4 separate regions of the Sus scrofa genome follow, and all the other regions are linked to region 2. The links are chromatin contacts, called in public Hi-C and HiChIP or PLAC-seq maps. All regions are on one chromosome and are shown on one strand. The core of a region is the stretch at or near the end of the contact, and the rest is flanking DNA. Distances in the headings are between cores, read along the strand shown. Region 1 has its middle 38 kb from the start of LPCAT1. Region 2 holds the start of CLPTM1L (cleft lip and palate transmembrane protein 1-like protein). Region 3 holds the start of TRIP13 (thyroid hormone receptor interactor 13). Region 4 holds the start of MRPL36 (39S ribosomal protein L36, mitochondrial).

Region 1 (3,146 bases), core at 166-2,665, 140 kb before region 2:
ACGCACCGTCCTGGGCCTCGGCCACCCTGGGACTCGCTGGTCCCGGGCAGCCCCTTGCCAGTCCTCCCAGTTGGGGGCCGGGCCATCTCCCGGCCCTGGAGTCAGGGAGGCAGCAGAAACCCACAGGGATTCTCTTAGGGACTCATTTGCTAAAGGCTTCGGCCGCTGAGCCATCTAGCGCTATATCGATGCGCCGACGTGTCTCTGTCTTTCCACGGACCCGTCTGGGCACCTCGTGGGGTCCAGCGGCTTCCCCCTCGCCTCCAGCCTGGGCGACACAAAACGGCTGTTTTTCCAGCTCCAGCTGCCCGGCGGCCTCCGTGCGCGGAAGCGCAGCGGCACCAGGGGGCGCTGCGGCCTCGGGCACGGCCAGGCCGCCGGAGCCTGGACCCGGATCGGAGGCCAGGAAACGCGCTGGTCCCGGGCTTCGATGGCAGCCTCGGGACGGCACGTGGACGGCCGGACCCACACCGCCGGCTCTTCAGGGAGCACCCCCACCCCGGGTTTCAGCAAAAGCCTCGGATGAACACAGCGCCTGAACGCTGCGCTCCTCCCAGTGCACCCCTGCCGCGCTCGTTCCCCCCTCCCGGCAGGGGGCGCCCCTCCTGAGTCCTGTCCACAGAAGGTGGGGACACGGGAAACCTCATCAGCCTCTCTTCCGCCCCTCCCTCCACTAGAGATGCCCCGACCCAGACTCAGGTGCATGCTTGTACACATGCACACCCAGGCGCGTGCCCGCTCCCTCACACCCTCTCCGGCTGGTGCACACACACTCCCCGGCAGACGCCTGCGTCCTGGACGACGGGACACTGGTGGGGGCCGAGGCTGTCAGGAAAACCCAGTCCCCTTGGTGCTGGCACCTGCTTCGGGGACGGACGCCTTTTTCTGGGACCTGAGGGAGGCCCTCCCTCTGCAGGGACGAGCACTTCTCAGGGAGGCATCCTGGGTCTGCCCTGGGGACTGGGTCGGCCGGTGTCCCCCTCCTGAGACAGAGCCTAGATGCTGAGGCTGTCACTGGAGGGGTGGGCTGCAAGGCGCCAGGGCAGATCCAAGGCCAGGCCTCATGTGGGCTCAGAGCCATGTCCCAGCTACAGAAACCGGGCCACCTGTGTGCCATGCTTGGAAGGTCTGGAGGCCCAGCCCACGCTTATCCCCCCAGATGAGCCATGTCCTGCCTGGATGCGTGATCCCCACACGCCCACACACTCAGCTTCCTGGGTCCCTGCCTGCCCGTGGGGCTTCGAGGGATGGGCCTGGAAGCTGCACTGACCAGGGAAACTGGGGCTGGGAGGAGAGGAGGGGGAGGAGCAGGACCCCAGCCCAGGCCCTCCCTCTCCGCCTTCCTGGACCACCCCCATCCCCCAACGCCAGTCCTGCGCCCCCTGGGCCTCAGGAAAGGGCCGGCAGGCAGGCGCAGGTGACGGGCAGCGTTTCAGGATGCTTTCAGCCTCACGAACAAGCACCTCCGAACGGACAGTCAGCGGCGGGACGCTTCGTCATGCGGCCAGGAGATGGGGGCTCCCGGACTCGCCCAGAGGGTCGGGCTTCCTGCTCTGAGAATGCTGAAGAACCAGCCCCCAGGGCAGGGACGCCCTGGGCCCCGGGAGGCAGCGGCCTCGGCCCCCGCCCTTGAAGGACCCAGCTCAGCGCACCACACGGTGGCGCTGCGGGCCCGGCTTCCCGGAGACTTCAGGGCGCAGCTGGGGAGGTGTCTGCGGCGTCAGCTCGCGGCCAGCAAGAGAGGGAAATAAAAACTCCAAGAGTGAGAGCCAGTAATGAGGACTTTCATCTGCAGCCCCTCCTTGTAAAAACACCCATAAAACCATGTGTGGGGCGTGCATTTAATGGCCAAAACCCGCTCTAATGCATCATTCAGAGAAAACCGCAGTGGCTAAATGGAGTGAACAGCCCGAACCCTCTGAAAGATTTGATTGTAAGACTGTGTAAAGAGTGAAACTGAGCCCCGGGAGCCGTCTCTGGGGGAAGGAAAGTGGAAGCTTTATTCTCCTATTTGAGCAAAGCTATACCCCCCAGGGTTTTTACAGGGAGTTGTTTTAACAAAACTGCTGTCCTGAGTCACAGGATCCCACGGGCCAGGCCACATCCTCGGAGAAGCACTGGGCCCCTCCTTCCCTGGCGTGGCCCAGAGTGGCCCGCTGGGGTCCAGGCGCCCAGGGCTTCCCTCCTGGTCTTATCGGGGCCAGTGCTTCTCCTCTGCCGTCGAGGGACGGGCCTGGGCCGCCCCAGACCCGGCAGCCCCCACCCCCGCCCCGTGTCCAGGGTGGGTGTTGACAAGCTTCTGAACTGTGAGCAGGTCAGGAGCCGGGCCACCCGCAAGTGCCGGGCTGGAACCCACGTCCCAGGCCTGGGGCGGTGCCCGAGCCGCGGCCTTGCCGTGAACTCCGCTGGTGTCTTGTCGCTTCCAATCTGATTTCAATGCCAGACGGTTCCTCCGAGGTCAGGAACCTCCCCACGCAGAAAGAGGACTCGCTTCCGACAGATTCGAGAGCCAGGGAAAGAATGAAAAGTCCAGAAGCAATCACGAAATTCAGCGGCATCCGAGTGGCCCAAACAATGTGCTGGGACCAGGGAGTGAAAAGCGCATTCAAGACGGGGAAACTTGTAACGGTATCAACAGAGCGCGTCGGAGGGAACGAGGTCCATCCCGGCTACAACTCCTGTAAATGCATAAGAAAAACGGCCCTTGAGAGAGGACGTGACGCGTGTTTGCGTGCGTGTGTGTGTGTGAGAGAGAGAGAGAGAGAGCCCACGTGCACACGCGCACGCACACACTGATAATAATAAACAAAAACCAGCTCTATCAACAGATTTCCTCCCAGAAAGAGAGAGAAGGTGCGAATCCATAATTTGAAGACAGGCGAGGCGAGTGGCCAGAAGCCTGCGAAACCTCCCTGGGCCTCACCAGCCCCGGGGAAGGCGCATCGCAGTCCGGTGGGCACCCACACTGGGCATCTCCAGGCACAGCAGGTCCAGAAAGCCTGGGTCGCCTCTCGCTGCCCCCTCCCTGGGGGGCAAGGTGGGCACCCCTGTGGTCAGAGGCCCCGAGCTCCAGGGAGAGGACGTGGCCTGTGCACCAGCTCTTCCTCTCAGCCTCTCTGAAGCCCCTCCGGGCCCCACCAGGCCCC
Region 2 (3,436 bases), core at 97-2,596:
TTAAAGCAGCCCAGCCCTGCAGGGGTCCCAAAGCATGGCAGGCGCACAGGGCACGACAGCATGTGGGCAAAGAGCTGGTAAGCCTGCTAAGGATTTTACACTGGAGGTAGCAGAAATCAGCAAAGGATTCCCAGCAGGAGGCAGGTGTGCAGAACAGAGAGCAGGCTGGAGGGTGGGGGGGTCCCGCTACACACCACCCCAGTGGCTGAAGCCATGACGGCCAGGAGCAGGCGTTAGGGGGGAGGGTGAGAACAGGAGGGTTTAAGAGACAGGGAAGACTCTGCGACGACGCCCAAGTTTCTGCCCCATACTCCAGGGGCGCAGCCCAGAGCCACCGCTGCACTGGCCTCTGGTGCCTGGCTCCTGGAAGGCCCCATCTCTCCGCTGCTTCTGCACCAGCAAACCACTCTCCCGTTCACTCAGCACGCCCCTCCCCTTCCCTGAAACCCTGAGCAATTTGTTGGGCTTTTAACAGCATCAATATCTACCGTTTCTATAAATGCCTAGCGATGTTTTTGATTTTTGATTGTGTGAGAGACTGGATGTGTATGTGAATGAGGCTGGAGCGCTCTCCATCAGAGCCGGCCACTGGGCACCAGCGGCTCCAGGGAATCAAGGGTCCTGATTCCGAGGCCTCTTAGATGGAAACAGGGACAGCACGTGCCCTTCCACGGGCCAACCGGGCAGCTTCCAACTGGAAAACCTCGCGCGCCATCGAGCCTGCAAGGAGGGAAGGAGCTCCCCTCCGGGGATGGCGGGCTCTGACGGGCGCTCCCGGGGGAGGGTCAGGCCCAGGGAGGCGCCGCAGGGCCTTGGCCTCGCCCTGAGAAACGTGCTCTTCTCAACGGCGCCCCCTATGGGGTTTATACTGAAGGACAACGAGCATCAACGAGAAAAGGCCGCTGCTTTTGGGGTCTGATGACTACTTCTTTTCTCCTTAGCTCTTCATTCTGACATAATTCCATACTTAGGCTGAGAACAGCGCACCACACCACGGCCTCCAGCCCGGCTCCTCGGCGTTCACACGCCGCCTCGCTGATCGGCGCCGGGGCCGAGGGTCCCGCCGGCTTCCCGCGTGGAGACGGCGCTACGCTGGGGAGCCTGGAGCTCCGGAAGTGGCCCGGCTCGGCACCCCGCGCCCGCTCAGCGCCCCTAAACGCCCCCCAGCATCCTTCGAAGCCCCAGGGCCCGACCGCCGCGCGGAGGACGGCGCGGGCGAGTGACGTCACGCCGCGCCCTTGACGCAGCCGTGCGCGCGTGCGCGGCGGCCGGACTACGCTTCCCAGGGGGCCGCGCGGCGCGCCCACTTCCGGCGGGCGGCTCGGGGCCCGGAAACGGCGCGGGCGGCGAATCCCGCGGCGACAGGTCGGCGGCTGCGGCGGGAGCATGCGGGGCGGCCGGCGGCCCGCGGCGCGCGGCGCGTTCGTTCCCCGGCGGTGGCGGCGGCGCGCTGCGGCTCTCGCGTGAGCGGCGGCGGCCAGAGCGTCTGGCAGGGCTGCGAGGCGGGCCGCGCTGGGCCGGGCCGGGCGGCGGCGCGATGTGGATCGGCCGCAGCTCCTTCACCAGCCTGGTCGTGGGCGTGTTCGTGGTGTACGTGGTGCACACCTGCTGGGTCATGTACGGCATCGTCTACACCCGCCCGTGCTCCGGCGACGGAAACTGCATCCAGCCCTACCTGGCACGGAGGCCCAAGCTGCAGGTGAGCGCGGGGCCTCCGCACCTGAGCTCTGACCTCAGGGCGGGGCGGGGCCCTTAGCACCTGAACCTGACCCGGGCTGGGCTGGGGCCTCTCCTCCCCACGCCCCTATCCTAAAGACCCTGCCCGCACGCTGGCCCCTGTGCCCGCCCCACTCCATCACCAGATGCCTGGAGTCGGAGCACCCTGCCCCCTGGGCCGGCCAGCCGCAGGCTTTAGCGAAGTCCCTTTGCAGCAGGCCTGTCTTTGCAGCAGTGCCATCCTGTCTCAGGTCAGGGTTCTGTCCCTTGAGGAGCAAGGCTGCACCTTTCCCTTCATAGGTGGTCACTTTCCCTCCCTGAGTCAGGCTCCCCGTGTGTACTTTCTGCCAGGGGCCTCGCCCAGCTGGCTTGTCTTGACATCTCTTCCAGCTCAGTGTGTACACCACCACGCGGTCCAGCCTGGGCGCCGAGAACCACGTGGATCTGGTCTTGAACGTGGAGGACTTTGACGTGGAGTCCAAATTCGAAAGGTACGAGTGTGGACAGGGCGACGGGCGAGCGGCCCCAGTGTCAAGGTTGTTGGAAGTCAGCGTCCTGCAGGTGCCTGGGTTGCTTGGAGAAGTGGCACTACTTGCATGTCCCGCCAACCAGAGCATCGTAATTGCAGGCGGGCAATTGGTCCCTGGAGAAGCAGACTTTGGTTACTTGAAAGGAGCCAGTGACAACTTTGTCATTTAGGAAGCAGCCTGCCCAGCATCTGACAGCTGTGGGCCACGGTGCTGCCAGGGAGTTTCCAAAGGAGTAGGAGGTTGTTGGGAGCACGGGGAGAACAGAGCTCCTGCAGTGTCCCGCAGCAGACAGCTGCCCCTTCCTGGTCCAGGTGGTTTAGCTGGGTCACCTGTAAGGGAAGGGGGGAAGGAAGGAGAATTTAGCAGGAAGTCGTAAGGAAATGAAACCTCACAGCACAGCAGATTGCGCAATGTAGATGTTCAAGTGCATAAAGTAACTTTCTAAGGTTGTAGTCAAGAAAGGGTTCCGGTTTGAATTTCAACAAGTATAATTTTAAAAACAAGGTGCGCGTCAGGAGCCCTCCTCTTCCCTCTTCACTGTTGGGGCCGCATCGGAGCGAACACTAGGCCTGTGATCCGAATGTGTGCCCACCTTGGCCGGGTGCCGCGGGGGCGGGGGTGCAGGGCAGGCGGGGCACACACGCTGCCTTGTCACCTCAGTGCCAGAAACAGGAAGGAAATGCAGGCTCTTCAGCTTTGGGGCAGAGCTGCTCGTGCCTCCAGAGTGTGCTCTGTAAGCGTGTTTGCCTAGGCTTCCCCAACGCCTGGGCAGGTGGGTTTCATTTATAGCACTTCTGAGCTAAAATTGGTTGTGGTTTGAAACCGCGTGTACACACGTACTCAGGGGTCTCCGCCTTGTGCACACATACAGCACAACACAGACGCACACACACACACCCGATTGACATTGTTCTTGGTTTCGTTTCAGGACCGTCAACGTCTCTGTCCCCAAGAAAACCAGGAACAATGGGACGCTGTACGCCTACGTCTTCCTCCACCACGCGGGCGTCCTGCCCTGGCGCGATGGCAAGCAGGTGCACCTGGTGAGCCCGCTCACCACGTACATGGTCCCCAAACCGGAGGAGGTCAATCTGCTCACGGGCGAGTCTGCCACGCAGGTGAGTGTGGGCGGCCGAGCACGGGGCTTCGAACGCGGGTCTGCATTTGCCGCGGGACAGATTCTGGAAAGT
Region 3 (3,624 bases), core at 692-3,191, 240 kb after region 2:
ATTCCCTAGAACTTGGAGGCCTCTCAAACTGGGAGAGAAACCATCGGATCCTTTCTCATGGCTACATCCTGTCTGCTGTGGGTGTATCTGACTTGTCCAACCAACCCCGACGGATGGGTAGCTAGTGTTTCAGAGTGTAAGGCACATAAGTGACATGCGCTCATTTATCTCTGCAAAATCACGAAATCTTCTGTTAGGACAAGTTCGCCGGGGTGAGTGTGCCGAGTGGAAGACGAGACTGTGAGAGTGGCTGGTGGCCAGCACCCACGCCCTCCAGTTAGGCTGGGCCAACTGCCCTTCTGAGCGGGCTGGGCACAGGCGGCCGTCCACCGGCAGCCCCTGCCCGCTGCCCTCCTGTCGTGCAGGAAAGCTCTCCCGTTCCCTCTAAACTGACCAAGATCAGGCACCACGACATCAGACGTCAGTGGGGACAGAAACACACCGCAGGCGTTCACCCTCACGTGAGAAGGGGGGGCACCTCATAAGCAAAACTTTAGCGCCAAACCAGTTCTTCCAAACTGACTCCTCAAAGGCAGGGACTGTCCAGAGTTGCACGTTCCTGGGAGTTGTGGGCTGTCTCAGACTGGTCACAGAACTGCCCGCCACACCCGCCCTCCTGCGCAAAGCAACTCTGAGCTCCCACACGAACTCTGCTAGGTGGCGGGGGCACATGAGGAGCTTCTGGAAGGCGAGCCCTCCTCCTCATCTCTGGAGCCCCCCACCTCTTGCGGTCCAAACACATGCTGAGCGCCGCGTGAGCCCGTGCTGACGGAGAGCATAGCAGAGAAGGCACGCAGCCCCCACTCCAGGGTCTGCCTTCCGAGACCTGGTTTTCACTGTCTCCCTACTGCACGCAGAGCATCCGACGCTGGGCCACTCGTTTACAGAGAGCGAGGCCTCGTCCGAGGCCGAGCAGACCGGGTTCTGACGACACACCATCCAAACAGCAGCGCCCCATTCACTTGCCCACTTTTACACTCAGCTGAGGCTGAACTGCTACTCGGTACCGCGAATTACACAGTTACCTGTGGGTCTTTAACCTTCAATTCGGTGTCAACGATGGACACAGACTGCACATTTCTGGTCAGAAAAGGCTCATCAAACTCAGTCCAGGTGTAGTCGCCAAAGACAATGTTATGTCTGTTGAGCAGCTTTCTAACATTCAGCTTTACGTCTTCTTTTTTTGCAGTGCTGGCAAAACACACAAGACAAAGATCACGTCCGAGTCAAAAACACATTTTATCCGGAAGCGTTAAAAAAATACTCCAACCCTCCGTGAACCGGCGCAGCAGTTAGGGCGGGCGGGTCGGGGGAGCGGGGCCGCTGCTGGCCGGCTGACCTCGGGGAGCTGCCGTCCGAACGGGCGACACCATCCGAAGGGGTGAAGCAGGAGCGGGCGCTCCGCGGGCGGCGAGGCTCAGGCGGGAAGACCGAGCTGCCCGGGCCACACCCTGCTCGGCCGCAGGAGGGTCGGCGCCGCGACCGAGGACCCGCAGCGGGCCGGCCGGTGCGCGGCCGACCCCGCCGGGCTTCCGCCAAGGCCGCTCGCCCCCCCAGAGCCGCCCCTCCGGCCGCAGGCCCGGCGCCCCCGCCACGCCCGACCGCCCCGAGCCGCGGGGCTCCGCCTGGGGCCGGGGTCGGGGACGCGGACGTCCCCCGAGCCTGGAGCTCCTGGGCGCGGCCTGGCGCCTCGGGCCCCGGCGGGCTCACCTGCCGCTCCGCTGGTGCACCTCCACATGGACGGTCGGCGCCTCGGCCACGCAGGGCAGGGCCTGCTTCAGGTCTCCCACGGCCTCGTCCATGGCGCCGCCGCCGGGAGCCGCGGGGACCCGCCCGGACCGTGGCCGCCGCCGCCGCCTCGCGTCTCGCGCCGCCGCCACCGCCGCCTCAGCACTCGGGCCGCGCCCGCGCTTCGAACCTGCCGCGCGCAGCGCACCGCCCTCTGACCCGGAAGTTCTGGCGCCCGCGGGCGGGGCTCCTTCCGGCCGCGGCGCCCGCTTCCGGCGCGGGCGCGCGAGCTCGAGGCGCCGGGCGGGCAGCGAGCGGGGCTTGCGGGCGGCGGCCGGGCTGGTTGCTGCCCTCGGCGCCGCCGCCATGGGCAAGAAGCACAAGAAGCACAAGGCCGAGTGGCGCTCGTCGTACGAAGGTGAGGCGGCGGCCGCGCTTTGTGACGCGGGGCGGGCGGGTGTTCGCGGCGGCGGGGGTCCCGGCCGCGCGGCCGGGGCTCGGGAACTCTTCTCGAGCGTCGGTCCAGCTCTCGCCGCAACCTGGAGAAGAGTGTTGAACGGCCGTGTTTTCGAGGTCTCCTCCCGCCTTTTCCCACTTGTGCCCCGGCCCTGCAGCTCTAGTCCCGGGGTCAGGACGCCACTCGGGGGCTGGTGCAGGACGAGAAGGGGTGAGCAGGGGCCAGGAGCTGGGGGACAGGGGATCCGACGCTGAGCACCAAGGCGGGGTCTGGGTCTTTTTCTCCGACGCCGCCGGAGAGACCTCCCTGAGGATGGCAGGGAGGGCGCACCCCGCCGTTCTTTGACGGCTTTGGCATCCCCCGGTCCTCTGCCTCCGTTCAGCCAGTCCCCCCCAGCTTCCCGGGCCTCGGTGTCACCCTCACACCCCAGCAGGGGCCAGCCGTGCCACCGACTGGCGGCCCAAACCCACGCACTGAAGGCCCCCCTTTGTCTGCAGATTATGCCGACAAGCCCTTGGAGAAACCCCTGAAGCTGGTCCTCAAGGTGGGGGGAAGTGAAGTGACCGAGCTCTCCGGGTCTGGCCACGACTCCAGTTACTACGACGACAGGTCAGACCACGAGCGCGAGCGGCACAGAGAGAAGAAGAAGAAGAAGAAGAAGAAGTCAGAGAAGGAGAAGCACCTCGACGATGAAGAAAGGAGGAAGCGAAAGGTGAGGGCGGGGGCTTGAAGTCCCTGGGGCTCCCCCCCCCACCACGTTTCTCACCCGAGCCCAGGGGAGGGGACGCACGGGCGGAGAGTCCGGAGTCAACGTCTCTGGGAGAGGGCCCTTAGCATCCTCTCAGAAACAAGAGGCCCCTCACAACTGCTTCATTGCTCTCCTGCCTTGACCCTGCCTCCCAGGAGGAGAAGAAGCGCAAGCGGGAGAAGGAGCACTGTGACACGGAGGGGGAGGCCGATGACTTTGACCCCGGGAAGAAGGTGGAGGTGGAGCCGCCCCCCGACCGGCCTGTCCGAGCGTGCCGGACGCAGCCAGGCAAGCGTCGGTGTTTTCAGAGACCGCCTGAGCTTTGGGCTTCGGAGCTTGTCCCTGTGCAGTTGTGATGGGCACCTGCCTGCCAGCTTTTGGGGGACGCGTGGAGAGGAAGGAGCAGGGTTTCTCTTCCGGGCCTCACACAGAGGCCCTGGACCCGAGGGTCCTCTTTGAGCTTGGAGAGCAGGGCCGCAGTGCTGGCCTAGCCGGTAAGAAGCTTGTCACGGACAGGAGGAGCCTAGGGCTGCAGGCGGTCAGACCCCTCAGGAGCTCAGCAGAGGAAGGCTCTGGGAAAGGCTTGTAGGTGCTTGACTGGAGGCAGATTCGCCTTCCAGGCTTTTCTGTCTTGACGTTGGGTCTGAGCACCTTTGGTTTGCTGCAGACGCTGGGGTGCCGTTTGCTGGCG
Region 4 (3,570 bases), core at 674-3,173, 240 kb before region 2:
AGGACTCGGGTGCCGGCCCGTGGAACAAGGGGAGCGGGGTCTGGGAGAGCAGACCGCGAGCACTGGACTAGGGGGACCTAGAGGCCCGGCCGGGGGAACAGGGGGTGCGGGACGCTGGGCACTGGACCTGGGGCACGGAGGCGCCAGGCCAAGGAAACCAGGGGCCTTGGGTTTCTGGACTGCGGGACCTGGGGTCTGGGAGGGGCCCCGCCCACCGAGGCGCCCCGAAATGGGCGCTCTCCGCGCTACCGCGGTTACCTGGCCGGTGTGCGTAACCTTCTCCCCGGTCGGCGAGGTCCGCACCCCGAAGCACCTGGAGCCTCCGAGCAGGTTCCGCGCCCCCGCGCCGCTCCGACCCAGCAGCCGGAGGAAGGTCACCGCCGCCATCTTTGCGGGGCTGACCTTCGACCCCGCGCGCCTTCACGCCGAACGCCGACGCACGCGCACGGCTTCCGCTGGGCGGGTTCGGCCGCGCTTTAGTGCGCCCTGGGAGGCGCGCATGCGCGGTGCGGTCGGGCCGATGCGGCCGGCAGGTGTAGGGCGTGGCTGGGGCCCGGCCGGGATAAGGCGGGAAACTAGGCAAGCTTAACACTTAAGGGCTGCTCCACTTACCAGGGGCAGGGGAGGAGGGAAACGGAAGATGCAGTGCGGACTTGCGATGGTAATGGATAATCATGAGGGTTACGGATCGAGTTTTGGTGAATGTTGGAGAAGGGTCTCTGCTTAGGGAGGATCCTGGAACTGCATCATGTTGCCCATGCGCAGTTCTGTGCGGCCGCCGGAATAGGATGTTTTCGGGTTCCTGCATCAAAGCCCAATAGAAGTACCAGTAAAACGCTTTCGATGGCACTCCCCCATACAAGTAAACCCGGAAAGGCCCGCTGTGCGGGACCTCGGCCTGCATCCCGGCCCTGCTTCTCTCCCGGCTCCTCATGGCTTCCTCCAAACCGCCCGTACATAAGACCTGTCCAAAGGGTCAGCTCACACGGCCAGCCAGTGGACGCAGGGGCAATCCCAGAGCTGGGGCGCAGTCTCACCCACAACCTGGACTCCAGGGAGGTGAAGAAGCTAAGGAGGGGATGAGAGGCAACAGTGCCCAGAAAACCTCCTGGAACGGAGGGGTGTCCACAGATGGTGCTCAGAGGCAAGCCCAAGCTCTCCCGGCCAGAGGCCAAAGCGTGCTGCGGTGCCGGTGTGGCACACAGATGAACCCCCGTCTGCAGCTCCCGTTCCTGTGCATGGAAAGTAGATGTGTCCACACGTACACGTTCCAGAAAGGCAGGCGTAGCAAGTGCACTTGTGGAATCCTCGCAGTGGGTATGTGGGTGTTCGCTATAAATGTCTTTCAACTTTACTGTTTGAGTTTTCATAATGCTGCAGAAAAAAAGTTAAGTCAGGACCAGGGCCTGTCTCCACGTGTTTCCCTGAGTCTCTCTACATTTCTCCCAGGAAGTCCACCTAATACAAGCTGGGGTTTTTCTAGATTTTGTTTTGAAGTTGGTATTTATCAGTTTGGGGGGTATTTTAAAGTCTGTTTTTTTTAAGTCATTGCTTGTGACTTCTTTTTCATTACAGATACCTTTCATTCCCATTTTTGCATCCCTTCACGAGTACACCCCCTCCCTCGAAGGAAGCGCCCCTGTAATCTCAGACACCCAGTGGCCTACAGGGTCGGGAGCTATCTGGGCGGAGAGCCCAGAGGAGGTTAAGACTGGTCCGAGAAGTAGAGGGCCAAGAACGGGTAAAGCAGCCTTCTGGGGCGGAACCTGATGCCCTTCGCCCCCGCACTCGCGTGGCTCCGCCTCTAAGCCCGGCTCCGCCTCTAAGCCCGGCTCCGCCTCTAAGCCCGGCTCCGCCTCTAAGCCCGGCCCCCGCACGGGCAGCCGCCTGACTGCCGCCATCTTCCTTCCTGGCGGACACCGGATGGCGGCGTCTCCGTTCCTACTGCGCAAGCGCGGCCTAGAGCGCAGGCGCAGAGGCTGGCAAGGCGCGCAGCCGCGGGCCCCCGCACCCAATTTCCAGGTGGGAAATACAGGGATCCCCAGGGCCTGGGGGCAGGGCACACGGAAGGGCTCGGGACCCCCCGAAGGAGACGTCCCGGGGATCCCTGGCCTCAGTTTCCGGGGGCGGAGGTCACCGCGGTGAGAAGGGGCCGCACCGGGGCTGATCCCTGCGGGCCGGGTACTGTCTTCGACCTCGTGCCCTCTGCCCCCAACCCCTTGGCCCGGCCGCTCCAGGGTCTCGTCGACGCGGGACTCCTACAGGCCGGGCAGCCGGGCGGGGGTCTCAGCATCGGGCAGGGGCCCGGTGCCGCTCGCCGCACTCATGCTCTCCCGGCGGAGCACTTTGGTTACCAAGCCCCGAGCCGCGCGGCCTGTGTCCGGAGCGCAGGGACGCGGGGAAGGAAGTTTCAGTGGCGGGGACAGAAACCACTAGCAGCTCTAAGTTTTCTTCTTTCACCCGTAGATCCAGCCACGACATGGCCACCGCCTTCCTAAGGACAGTGCTTTCTGCCGTAGGGCCCCTGTTGCACCTGGGCGGTCGCCCGCTCTCCACGTTCGCAGCCGGACCCCCGCGCGCCGCCCTTGCAGTCGGTGCGCAGCCCAGCCCCGCGGCCGCCCTCCTCTCTGCGCGCCCGCTGCTGGGCCCGCAGCCGGCCCTGGGCTTCAAGACCAAGGGCGTCCTCAAGAAGCGCTGCAGGGACTGCTACCTCGTGAAGAGACGCGGACGGTGGTTTATCTACTGCAAGACCAACCCGAAGCACAAGCAGAGACAGATGTAGCCGAGGCCTGGGAAACACGTGCACGTGGGAGATGGTGTTGCCGCATCGAAAGGAAAGTCAAAGGGAAACACGTCTCGGAACCGCTGGCCTTTGGGTTTCGGACTCTGGCTGGTGTCTCATCGCCTTGTAGCTCCAGATCCAGCCGACCTAGAGCCCCACCTGGGAACGGCTCCTTCTCACCTCCTTGCAATTTCGTTTGCGCCTGAGCAGACGGGGACAGAACACGGGTGAAGGGGAAGCTGGCTTTATGCCACCACAGAACGGTGCGGATAGCTCCCTGTCCCTGTGCTCAGCCCACCTAAGGTGCCCATCTGGGTTCAGACTCGGGTTCTCAACATTCCCGAGGGGATGAGCAGGGAAGGCCTACATAGCAATCTTTAAGTCCAGGGAAATTTAACTTGTTTATACATATATAAAGGTGTCTTGGATATCGATTGTTTGTCATCCTGAGTCTGAGACTTGAAAAGTATGCGTGCACACATGTGACCATGCATGCACGGGTGTGGTTGGTGCATATGCTTGCTTGTGTGTACTGCTGTATGCAGGGTGTGTGTGTGTGTGCACACGGGTGCATGGCAGTGGTTGTGAACTAAATCAGTGAAACTGCTGTCCTGAACTCTGCAGACCAGGAGCTGGAGCCACTGGCATGCAGTGTTCTGGGGTCACCTATCCCAGGGTTCCTGCCTAATGAATTTTTTTTTTTTTTTTTTTTTAATCTTTCCTAGGGCCACACTCGCAGCATATGGAGGTTCCCAGGCTAGGGGTCTAATCTGAGCTGTTGCTGCCAG

What was found. Hi-C and Micro-C count contacts between places; a contact is called where the count stands out from the background. HiChIP or PLAC-seq counts read pairs in DNA pulled down with a chosen protein or histone mark.
Region 1: a contact with region 2 is called in a Hi-C map of retroperitoneal adipose tissue, with 2.2 times the contacts expected there. The contact joins the enhancer-like site here to the promoter of CLPTM1L in region 2. A contact is called at or near these places in 1 of 5 promoter capture datasets (fetal liver), 4 of 47 Hi-C or Micro-C datasets (embryonic fibroblasts, mesenteric adipose tissue, omental adipose tissue and 1 more) and 2 of 2 datasets of contacts at active chromatin or transcription factors (alveolar macrophages and skeletal muscle).
Region 3: a contact with region 2 is called in an H3K27ac HiChIP or PLAC-seq map of alveolar macrophages. The contact joins the promoter of TRIP13 here to the promoter of CLPTM1L in region 2. A contact is called at or near these places in 1 of 47 Hi-C or Micro-C datasets (differentiating spermatogonia) and 1 of 2 datasets of contacts at active chromatin or transcription factors (alveolar macrophages).
Region 4: a Hi-C map of liver shows a contact between it and region 2, with 5 times the contacts expected there. The contact joins the promoter of MRPL36 here to the promoter of CLPTM1L in region 2. A contact is called at or near these places in 2 of 5 promoter capture datasets (fetal liver and liver), 2 of 47 Hi-C or Micro-C datasets (heart right ventricle and liver) and 1 of 2 datasets of contacts at active chromatin or transcription factors (alveolar macrophages).

Annotation. Positions count from the first base shown.
Region 1 is chr16:79,095,021-79,098,166 of Sscrofa11.1, forward strand. No RefSeq gene overlaps it. Among named protein-coding and RNA genes, the nearest start is that of LPCAT1, 38 kb to the right of the region's middle. Within about 2 kb of position 1,416, at least 6 of the 83 cell types and tissues checked have an H3K27ac peak or open chromatin away from gene starts, as enhancers often do. A contact at or near this core is called in retroperitoneal adipose tissue, where this site is marked.
Region 2 is chr16:79,235,654-79,239,089 of Sscrofa11.1, forward strand. It overlaps CLPTM1L (cleft lip and palate transmembrane protein 1-like protein), which reads left to right and starts at 1,347. Exons shown (of 16, transcript XR_002339573.1): 1 at 1,347-1,699; 2 at 2,107-2,207; 3 at 3,175-3,364.
Region 3 is chr16:79,471,764-79,475,387 of Sscrofa11.1, forward strand. It overlaps TRIP13 (thyroid hormone receptor interactor 13), which reads right to left and starts at 1,942. Exons shown (of 13, transcript NM_001195371.1): 1 at 1,711-1,942; 2 at 1,026-1,191. The coding sequence starts at 1,802. It overlaps BRD9 (bromodomain-containing protein 9), which reads left to right and starts at 1,987. Exons shown (of 16, transcript XM_021077128.1): 1 at 1,987-2,146; 2 at 2,683-2,897; 3 at 3,089-3,221. The coding sequence starts at 2,095.
Region 4 is chr16:78,999,565-79,003,134 of Sscrofa11.1, forward strand. It overlaps MRPL36 (39S ribosomal protein L36, mitochondrial), which reads left to right and starts at 1,924. Exons shown (of 2, transcript XM_005672623.2): 1 at 1,924-2,141; 2 at 2,467-3,217. The coding sequence starts at 1,924. The coding sequence ends at 2,782. NDUFS6 (NADH dehydrogenase [ubiquinone] iron-sulfur protein 6, mitochondrial) reads right to left here and starts at 437. Exons shown (of 4, transcript XM_003134167.4): 1 at 259-437. The coding sequence starts at 387.